Linked DNA regions of Sus scrofa: region 2 is linked to region 1. The links are chromatin contacts, called in public HiChIP or PLAC-seq maps. All regions are on one chromosome and are shown on one strand. Each heading gives the region's core, a stretch centred on a gene start, on an enhancer-like site or on the middle of the called end of the contact. The rest is flanking DNA. Distances are from core to core; before and after follow the strand shown. Region 1 has its middle 84 kb from the start of IPO5. Region 2 overlaps STK24 (serine/threonine-protein kinase 24).

Region 1 (5,230 bases), core at 1,205-3,704:
GCACCACGCCCTGTTCAGGCTGGCGAGGACCTACCTCCAGAGCCTTCTACTTCTTTCCATTCCCAAGGCCTTGGGGATCTTAGAGAAACATCGCAGCGCAGTGATTTTCAAAGTGTGGTTTCCGGGACCAACAGCATCAGCATCCCCTCCTTAGAAACGCAATTCTCACGCCCCATCCCAGATACAGGAAGCCAGGAATTCTGGGAGTGGGCTTTGGGTGGTATTCCTCCAGGTGGTTCTGATGCAGCTACATTAGCACCAGAAGCATGGGCCTTAAAATAAGATGCAGCTCCTGCTTCCTTCTTCAGCCTTGCATTTTGCCAACATCGCCAACTACTCTTTTTTTGGTTTGTTTGGTTTTTGCGTTTTGTTCGTTTGTTTGTTTGTTTGCCTTTTAGGGCCACACCTACAGCATCATGGAGCTTTTGTTACATAGGCGGTTGGTTAAATCACTGACATTAGTGATTGATTTAACTTCCAGTCCCTCTCCCCTGAGAGGAGAAATCGGGGGGCAGGATGGGAAGTTCCCAAACTAGGAGTCAAATCGGAGCTACAGCTGCCGGCCTATGCCACGGCAACACCAGATCCGAGCTGTGTCTCCAACCTACACCATAGCTCAAGGCAACACCGGATCCTAATGCACTGAGTGAGGCCAGGGATTGAACCTGCATCCTCATGGATACTAGTTGGGTTCATTTCCATTGCACCATAACAGGAAGTCACCAGAATTTTAATGATAGCATTATCTGTAAGCTACAGAAAAAGACTAATAGGATTTCATGTTTTGAAGCTTCACCAATACTGTGTGGCATTTTCCAGTTTTTCTTTAAAAATTAGCATTATTCTGAGTGTTATTGATATGAGCTACTTCACAAACTGGGGGTACAAACATGGTCTCGTCTCTTTAAAGAACTAAAACTAATCCCAAATCTTATGCTCCCGACTAGGGAAAAAGTTAGTAAATCCTTCTTGGGGTTCCCCCTCCCCGAGGGTTATAGGGTCCTAGGATGAGGGTAGGTGGTTGGTGGCAAAGCCCGATTTTAAAGTTAGTTTTCTCTTGCCACTTGCTCCTTCTGGCTGTGAATTGTCAGAGCCACCTCCAAGCCCTCCAGAGACCTCCTGCAATCTAGAAAGGATGTCTTGCTGGGCAGACATAGCCCTGTGGACCCGTGACTTGGCAGGTGAAACCTGGGCTAGATTTCAGCTCCCACTTGCTTCTTTGAGCTGCATGTCCTTCACCTCCACAAGTGCTGGCCTCCCAAGTGCAGGACACCTGGTCCTGCATCCTCTGATGGAGGGATGCTGTGTGATGCTGACCGAGGGAGGACCAGTCCCTGCCTTCCCTGGGGTAGGGATACAGCTCTTACAGCTCAGCTATTTCAATTCCTGGGGCTGCCACTGCAGGAGGTGAGAGGCACCGGGGTAGGGCTCCCCTGGTCTCCTCTTGCCTGGACAGCCTCACCCCTCACCCTGAGAACACAGAGGCTCTGAGGTCTGCCCCTTTTAAGAACTCTAGGGCAAGCTCCGCTCCACCTCTCCCCTTATTTTAGAGTCCTGCTGGTGCCTTACCCCTGCTAAAGTTGACACACGTGACTTCTAGAACATGCTATGACAGAACAAAACACAAAAAAAACCCAGTGCAGCTTAGATTTCCCTCAGGATGACTTGATATGTGTAAGCATCATATTGTATTATGGTCTGTTTGCTTTCATCTGCAGTTACGCCGTAAATCAGATTGATTGTGAAATAAGCTGGTGGCTTCATAATCTTCAGCAGGTGGCTCCAAGGATCTGGACCTTTCAGGAAACTCAACAAGCCCTTTTTTTTTTTTTTTTTTTGTGATGGATTAGTGGTGGCTGTGACTTGCATATGAAATTGAGGCGCTGACTCACCCTCCCAGGCTTCCTGGTAGCAGGCACAGGGTTGCTGCAACGCTCAGCTGGCCTCCCTTGTGACAGATGACTTGTGCAAACAGATGCGGAGACTTAGGAGCCCAGCTAGGGGACAGGAATTGCTTCACCTGAGGAGTCAGTCACTCTTTTCCCCTAAGCAGTACTGCTTGCTTCTCATCTGAACCACACAGACCCCAAGAGCTAGTTCCCTCCATTAGGATCCGCAGAACTACTGGTCCCAAGGTAGATGATTACAAACAAGGAGGTTTGTTTTTCTTCGTTTAGCATTCTAGCAAGCTTGACCATCAAGAGGAAAAACTCCCAGAGCTCAGTTAAATCAAACCAAGGATTAAGTGAAAACACCAGCCAACAAAAATCAATAAATCATTAACTTGAACAGACTTTAGAGGCCTGTTACCTGGCTCGCTTTGCCACCTGACAGAAGGTTGGGTGGCTTCTGATAGGAAAGGAAAGTTGGTAATGATTTCCCGAGCCAGCGAGCGTGGATTCATCTTCTGTTCTCCTGGAGCGCGGAGAGGGAAGGGCTGGTAGCGGTGCTAGATCGCCACCTAGCGACCCATTCGTGCACATCACCGACGATGCGCAAAGGGGCTCCAAGATTGCCACTGCATGCCACAAACGAAATCAAGGCGCTTTGGTGAAAACGAATCGCAGCGAATCTCATGGGATAGATACCAAAGGACAGTGATTCCGACATTTTCCCTGCCTTCTACTTCCCACGCCTTGATTGTGCTGATCAGGGGAAGGAAGTGGAGAGTAGGTCTGGGAAACTTGTCATTTATTGAGGAAGCTGGGATTTACCTGCACGGTGAGACCGGCGGGAGGGGAGCGAGAGGAGAGTTCGGGGAAGCGGAGGCGGGGATGGTGCCCAGGAGCCAGCTCAGAAAACTCTACCAGTGTTTGGTTTTGGGAGACAGAGCACAGTTTGGGACCTCAGCGAGTTGGAGGCGAATAGGTGTTTTTAGGAAATTTTGCTATTTTCTCTTCAAGGCTTTTTGCTTTTTGCAGGACTAAGCTAGATCTCAAGTCATTTGCAAGCAGGCTGTATTTCTCTCTGGTTACAGATGAATATGTCACATCTCACCCTGTTATTTTGATATTTGGGGCAGCTGGGGGCATTAGGGACTAGAGGGAATTAAGGACACGCAATGCCATTGATGAATATTGACAAATGTCTATCAGCCTCTCTGTGTAGCAGGCACCCTCCTAATCGGTGCCCAGATAGAGGAGAACCTGCGACATCAGACATCGTGAAGGGTTGGGGAGAAGCGGGGGGATGAAATGAGGTGGAGAGGAAGGTGAGCTAAGGCCACAAAGCAGCTGAAAGAAACAGAAAACAATGAGCCAAGAGTCCCTGCAAGGGGCCGCTGGCCAGCACCCGCCTCATCCCTTCTCCCTGGGCCACTGCAGGATGTCACACTCTTGCGCCTGAGGCAAGTGGAAGTTCCCCGGCCAGGGACTGAATCCGAGCTGTGAACTACACAACAGCTGCAGCAACACCAGATCCTCAACCCTCTGCGCTGGGTCAGGATCAAACCCGCACCTCTGCTGGGACCCAAGCTGTTGCAGTCAGATCTTTAACCCACTGTGCCACTGCGGGAACTCCCAGGAGCACTTTTTGTAAAATGGGATGAGGTTCTCTTCCTGGGATTTGCAAATACATGTCACATGTAAGTTGAATAAGCTGATATTTTTCTCTGTAGAATTATATTACTATTAAATATAATGACTTCTGTCAACTGTGACTTCTGTACCAGATTCCTAGCTCTTTAGCATGCTCTGAATGCCCACCATCCTTCCCATCCTGTATGTCCATTGTCCATCCGTCCATCCTTCCATCCATCCATCCATCCACCCAGCCACTCCTGTATCCATCCTTTATTCAAGTATTCTAGTCTGGGTCCGACATATGTTAAGCCTTGAATAGTCACTGATGCTCAGTATGCCAGCACCAACCCCATTCTTCCAGGCTCCAGAGAAGGTGTTCCCACTTCCCCTGGGGAGGGGCGATGTTCACGTAGAGGATGCCGGGTCTTCTGTGCTGAGCCACAGAATTCAGTGGTGTCTGAAGCCAGGCATGGCCTTGGGCCCCCAGACCGGATAGTTATTCGAAGAGCCAATCAGTTCTCTCCTTTGACTGAGCCAGTTTCATTGGGTGTCTGTTGATGACACCTGTGGGAGGAGTGACCAAAATAGACAATGTCTTGGTTTGATAGCTCAGGTTATTACCATGGTACTAACACGGCTTCCGTTACTAGTCTCGTTACCACAGGGTCCAGGTAGCACTGCTGAGAGAAAGCTAGGCTCCCTGAACATCTCGGACAAAAATAAGATTTTGAGGAATTTCTGCTGTGGTGCAACAGGACTGGCAGTGTCTCTTTGGAATGCTGGGATACAGGTTTGATCCCTGGCCTGGCACGGTGGGTTAAGGATCTGGCATTGCAGCCCAGATCTGATCCCTGGCCTGGGAACCTGGGAATTCCATATACCATGGGGTGGCCAAAAAAGAAAAAAGAAATCTAAAAATGAGATTTTAAGAACGCAAAACTGCCTCATTACAGACACTTCTTCGAGGCAAGCAGAACAGCTCAGGACATTTTCTACCAAGGATGGCTCGGGATTGCATCTCTCTATACACAGAACTGGATGTTCTGGAAAGAATTGAAGTAGCACATTTGAAATGATAATAATTCACATTTTAAAATGAATAGATATTTTGACATTTTAACGAACATGTATCCTGATTTTTTTTTTTGTCTCTCTCTTTTTTAGGGCTGCACCTGTGGCATATGGAGGTTCCCAGGCTAGGGGTCCAATTGGAGCTGTAGCCGCCAGCCTATGCCAGGGCCACAGCCATGTGGGATCCGAGCTGCGTCTGCAACCTACACCACAGCTCATGGCAACCCAGATCCTTAACCCACTGAGCAAGGCCAGGGATCGAACCTGCCTCCTCATGGATACCAGTCAGGTTCGTTAACTGCTGAGCCACGGCAGGAACTCCCCCATCCTGAATCGTGTTGAAATAGTTGGTGTCATCAAACTGCTTAGAGTACTGAAATGTGATCGAATTACAAAAATCAAATGGATTATGGACCAAATATGTTTTGCAAAATCATAGTGAGCTTTTAAAGGGAGGAAGGAATCCAAATCTTTCAAAAGAAGTAACACCAACACTGAAAAATAGTGTGGTAGTAACTTATTTTCCTACAAATTAATTGTAACAATAAATGGAAATCTTCCATCAACACTTTTTGGTGTGAAGAATGCCTAGTACTATTCTGATTTCAGAACTTTCTTATTTTTAAACAGTTTATAAC
Region 2 (5,230 bases), core at 1,634-4,133, 620 kb before region 1:
ACAGCAATGAGGGATCTGAGCCGCATCTGCAACCTACACCACAGCTCACGGCAACATTGGATCCTTAACCCACTGAGCAAGGCTGGGGATCGAACCGGCAACCTCAGGGTTCCTAGTCAGATTTGTTAACCACTGTGCCACGACGGGAACTCCAATGATCTGGGTCTTTTTGACTGAGGAACCTTAACCTTGTCTTCTGAGAAATGCATCTGGCAGAACAGCCATCCATGGTGGTTTTGGAAACCCCTGAACCAGAACAGAGGCCCCGAGCCGATGCTCTCCTGCAGCCTTGCAGGATCCTTTCAACACTGTCATCACGTCACTCCCTGCTTAGAAACCTCTGGTGGCAGAAACGCCAGCTCAGGCCTTGTGTTCATACCGGCTTCATCTTGTGCTGCCTTCCAACACCCTCCCTGGTCTTTTTTGTTTTTTGTCTTTCTAGGGCTGCACCTATGGCATATGAAGGGGTCGAATTGGAGCTGCAGCTGCAGCTGCAGCTGCCAGCCTATACCACGGCCACAGCAATGCCAGATCCGAGCCGTGTCTGTGACCCACACCACAGCTCACGGCAACACCGGATCCTTAACCCACTGAGTGAGGCCAGGGATCGAACCTGCGTCCTCATGGATACCAGTGGGGTTAGTTAACCACTGAGCCACGATGGGAACTTCCTCTTTTTTCCCAATGGGATTGTAAGGGGAGACCCCCCAGGGAAGGTGCGCCTGCTTGGGGGTGAGTGCACAGGTAGGGAACGGGGCTCTCTTTGGGCAAAGTCCTTTTTCTTTTCTCTGGCTGTTCTCCTTAGCACTTACGATATACTCTTGTCTCTGCACTGAGAATAATGTTCCGGACTAATGGTCTTTTAAATGTTTGGCATGTCACAGTTTTGTTGACTTGATCTTTAATTCAATAACTGATCTGTACTTCTGTATTAGCAGTCTTTTATTAGAGTGTCTTATTGGAGTTCCCATCGTGGTGCAGCAGAAACGAATCCGACTAGTATCCATGAGGACACAGGTTCGATCCCTGGCCTCGCTCAGTGGGTTAAGGATCCAGTGTTGGTGAGAGCTGTGGTGTAGGTCGCAGACGTGGCTGTGGTGTCGTTGCTGTGGCTGTGGTGTAGGCCGGCAGCTGTAGCTCGGATTAGACCCCTAGCCTGGGAATCTCCACACGCGGTGGGTGTGGCCCTAAAAAGCGAAAAAAAAAAAAAAAAGTGTCTTATGATTAGCTAGACTTTGATCTTACCAGACTTGATCATTTGAAGATGGTTTTTTGGGGGGAGGGGGGTAGGGGACTTTTTCAAAGTGTGTTTCTTCAGTTCATTATTGGCTTTTTCCAGTATAAGGCTGGATGTTAAGCAGACCTAGGGAATGGACTGTCAGGAAAGGTAGTTGTGAGGTTTGGGTTCTTCTCTTTTCTTTGGTAATAAAGAATCTGAGGTGCTTCTAGACCCCCCTGTTTGTGTCATTCAGAATGCCTGCCTCCACATTGTCTTCCGCAGGAAAACCTGAAGGGTTTACATTAAGTGAAACTGCTTGCATTTCCTGGCCAGGTCACACAGCCTGCCTGCATTTATCTGTGCTGTGTGTGTGTGTGTGGCTGAAACTGCACACCTGCCAGTGGTGGGGGTCTCAGGTCACACTCCCGGGGGGCCGGGGGCCGTTAGCCCTGGCACCGGGGTGTGGCCCTAGATGGTGTGGGAAGGGGTTCCGTTACCCCATCCTGTGAAGGGGTCACAGAGAAGAAAGTAGTTTTTAAGTGGCGAGCGCTTTTCGCGGTGAGCTGCCTGTTGTCTTTCTCTTGGATGAATTACTGTGTATGTGAAGCAGAGGGTTTCTTGAGAGGAGGAGGCCTTCTCAACCCTCCTCAAAAGAAATAAATATTCATATGTGCGCGTGTATGTGTACAAAACGTGCTCTTTTATTTGTTTTCTTCACGGATATCTGGAGAATCTGATGATACCTGCATCAGTAGGGAGCCTCAGAGAAGCTTGTGGTGTAGCGCGCCTGGTCAGAAAGAATTTTTCCTCTTTGTATTTGCAAAGGAACAGAATTGGGATTTCTTTTATATTTCCAAGAGGAACAAAATCCTCAATGTCCTGGAAAATAATTGGAGGGCAGAGTTATAAAGATGGGTGGGGAAGTACTTTTAGCCTTTTCAAAATGGTAAAATTCTCAATGTTTTTATACCTGGCCTGTTGCATAGATTGTTCCTTACGATGTTAGCTGTCGTGGGTCAGATTAGGCTGTTGTTGGAATCCTGTGAAAATGCTCCCTCTCTTGGTTGGTCTTTTGCATCAGAGCAGCGATGGTCCCGCTTGCTTGTGCTGGGGTATGTGCACTGGGAAGGCCCTTTGAGCGGAGGGCTTTGGGGTGCTTATCTGCAGGCGTGGAGCCCCTTTCCCACTGCAGGTTGTCTGCACACAGTCTATTAAAACTAGTGTGCAGTAGGGGTTTGATGATGGGACAGAAGGCAGCCCCGTGCCCGCAATGGAAAAACCCCCTCCCTCCACCGCCACTACACTATTTTTAAAGCAAAAGCACCTGTAATCCCAGTGCTTGAATAGATCCGCTTCCTCCTCGCTCATTTTCCAGCTGTGGCGTCTGCTCTCTCGTGTGTGTCTTTAGATAAGGGTACTTCTGCGCGGTGCGCTTGGGTATTGTTTTCCGCCCAGAACGGGCCGTAAGTGTCGTCCCCCATCGTGGCACAGCTTCCACCTGATGATTTGGATGGCGTGCCTGACCCCCCTCTTTCGTGGAAGGCGTGCCCCCATCCTTAGGACTCGGAGTTCTGGCCAGAGGCACATTCCTCGTTGGCGTGGTTAGATAGCATTGCTTTGCTTTCTTTTGGCCTTTGGAGAAAGGAAGACTTCGTCACCCTCCCGCCCCCGCAGCAGCAGCAGCAGCAGCAGCAGCAGCAGCGTTACTGGGCAGCGCGGTGACGGGTGTCACTGCCCGCGTTTTGCGGGTTCCGGCCGCTGCGCTTACAGCAGGAAGCCAGATACTCAGCGATGGTGTTCACGCGGGGCCCCTTCCCCGTCACAGCTGTATCCTAAACCGCGGGCCTCGCTTGGGGCGGGGGCCCCGCAGCTTCTGTGGGTGTGTACACGGGGGTGTTACCGTGAGCATTAACTCAGACCAGCAAACCCCCTCCTTTCGGGCTCTCTCTCCCCTGTGGATGAAGCAGGCGTTGCCTGGCCCGGGGGGGGGGGGTGCCTTCATCTTCTTCGGATCCACGTCTTGTGTGCGGGGTAGATGCTCCGGTTTTCAGATGGCCCTGACGTCCTGGGTGGCTCTTTCTAGCCTTTGACTTAATGAAAAGTGGTGGAACCTGCAGAAGTGCACAGGATGAGAACAAGTGCAAATGTCGTGACCTAAAATGATGGGTGGGCGTGGACGTTCCCCCCCAAACTAGGAGGGTCCTGCTTTTTCATAGATGTGCAGCGTGTGTGTTTTGAGCGGCTGGGCGGTCAGCATTGAGGTCATTCCGTGAATTCCTGTTTCCCGCACGGTGCACGTGCGAGTGAGGGTCTGCCGGCCGAGGAGGCGCCTCTGGGAGGCGGAGGCTGTGGATCGCCCCGCATTGCTTCAGCTTCTCCTGCCACGAGGACTCAGACCAGGGAACATCTTCCCTCCAAGAGAGGCAGGAAAAACTCTTGGTTGTCAGAGGCCTTGGGGATTTTGGATGATGGCCATGGACCTATACTCTCGCCCTTCTACCATCTGTATATTTAATGTATAGAAAAACTTGAAAAATAAAAGGAAATAATATGAAAATACAGCATTACTGCATTTTGCTAGAATGTGCTTGCTTTTTGCTTGTCTTTTCGGGCTGCACCTGCGGCATGTGGAACCTCCTGGGCGAGGGGTTGAATTGGAGCTGCAGCCGCCGGCCTAGGCCACAGCCACGGCAACGGGGGATCCTTAACCCCCGGAGTGAGGCCAGGGATCAAACCTGTGTCCTCACACAGTGCTGGGTGCCTAATCCACTGAGCCACAGCTTTTTTCTTTATACACATTGAAGTTTTTCTTCTTTATTATGACTGAGTGTCTTTAGTTGTTCAACTCTTAGCACAGTGATCACAGAAAGGGAAGCTTGTCGGATAGAACCGTTGATGAAGAGCGTTGTCAGACTTTGTGAGGCTCTTGGCTGTTTTAAGCTGAAACACTGTGTAGCAGTGGCGCCAATGTGGCCCTTGACTTTGTAGCATTAGAGTTAACGAGGGACTTAGTAACGTTGCAGTTTGTAGTTTATTTCCACCATCACCACTGTTAAAGTTCGATGCAAGAAGAAGCAGATTTTTTTCATGTGTCAGAAATAGTTTGAAATAGGGCTGTTCCCAAGTACATTTCGTATGTTGTTTGTAAGTTTGTTGTTTGGAAATCTCGCATGTTTTCTTACAGAAACGAATTTCATAAAACAGCAGTTAAGTTGTGAAGCTAGGCGAGAAAAGTCTAACGGAGCTTTGCTTTAGGAGTTAGTTCCTGGTTCGGAAGGCAGGAAGCTAGTTGGTATGAGAGAATCGGAGCAGGAAGACCTGACTTTTCTTGGCCCAGGACTGGCCCTGTGCAACGCTTCTGAGTTGACCTGGGTCTCCTGGGCTTTGCTGGGCCTCGCTGTCACCTCCAGTCCCTTTGTCCTCCATCCTTTAATGCCTTCCTCATCCTGCAGCTGTGGTGGGGCACCCTCTGGGCTGCATTTCTTTGAGAAGTTCTCAGTGAGAGAGTCCTGTTCCTCTTTTTTTTTTTTTTTTTTTTTTGTCTTTTTGCTATTTCTTTGGGCCGCTCCCGCGGCATATGGAGGTTCCCAGGCTAGGGGTCCAATCGGAGCTGCAGCCCCCGGCCTACGCCAGAGCCACAGCAACTCGGGATCCGAGCTGCGTCTGCAACCTACACCACAGCTCATGGCAACGCCGGATCATTAACCCACTGAGCAAGGGCAGGGACCGAACCCGCAACCTCATGGTTCCTAGTCGGATTCGTTAACCACTGCGCCACGACGGGAACTCCCTGTTCCTCTTTTTAAAGTTGATTTTGGCTGCGTTGGGAAAACATTTCTACTAGTTCGTGCGCAGCAGCCTTTCTTAATCAGAGGACGAAAGAATGTGTGTTGATCTAAATAGATATCTAATAGGTAGACTATCCAGCCGTGGAAAACGGGTGGCATGATATAAGAGTGGCGGTGCGGGCTGCCGGGGGATCTGCCGTGTGGCCGACACTGTCCTGGCCTG

What was found. HiChIP or PLAC-seq counts read pairs in DNA pulled down with a chosen protein or histone mark.
Region 2: a contact with region 1 is called in an H3K27ac HiChIP or PLAC-seq map of alveolar macrophages. The contact joins two enhancer-like sites.

The regions. Positions count from the first base shown.
Region 1 is chr11:66,932,510-66,937,739 of Sscrofa11.1, reverse strand. No RefSeq gene overlaps it. Among named protein-coding and RNA genes, the nearest start is that of IPO5, 84 kb to the left of the region's middle. Within about 2 kb of position 2,454, at least 17 of the 83 cell types and tissues checked have an H3K27ac peak or open chromatin away from gene starts, as enhancers often do. A contact at or near this core is called in alveolar macrophages, where this site is marked.
Region 2 is chr11:67,548,339-67,553,568 of Sscrofa11.1, reverse strand. The region is part of intron 1 of STK24 (serine/threonine-protein kinase 24); the gene reads left to right. Among named protein-coding and RNA genes, the nearest start is that of STK24, 15 kb to the left of the region's middle. Within about 2 kb of position 2,883, at least 10 of the 83 cell types and tissues checked have an H3K27ac peak or open chromatin away from gene starts, as enhancers often do. A contact at or near this core is called in alveolar macrophages, where this site is marked.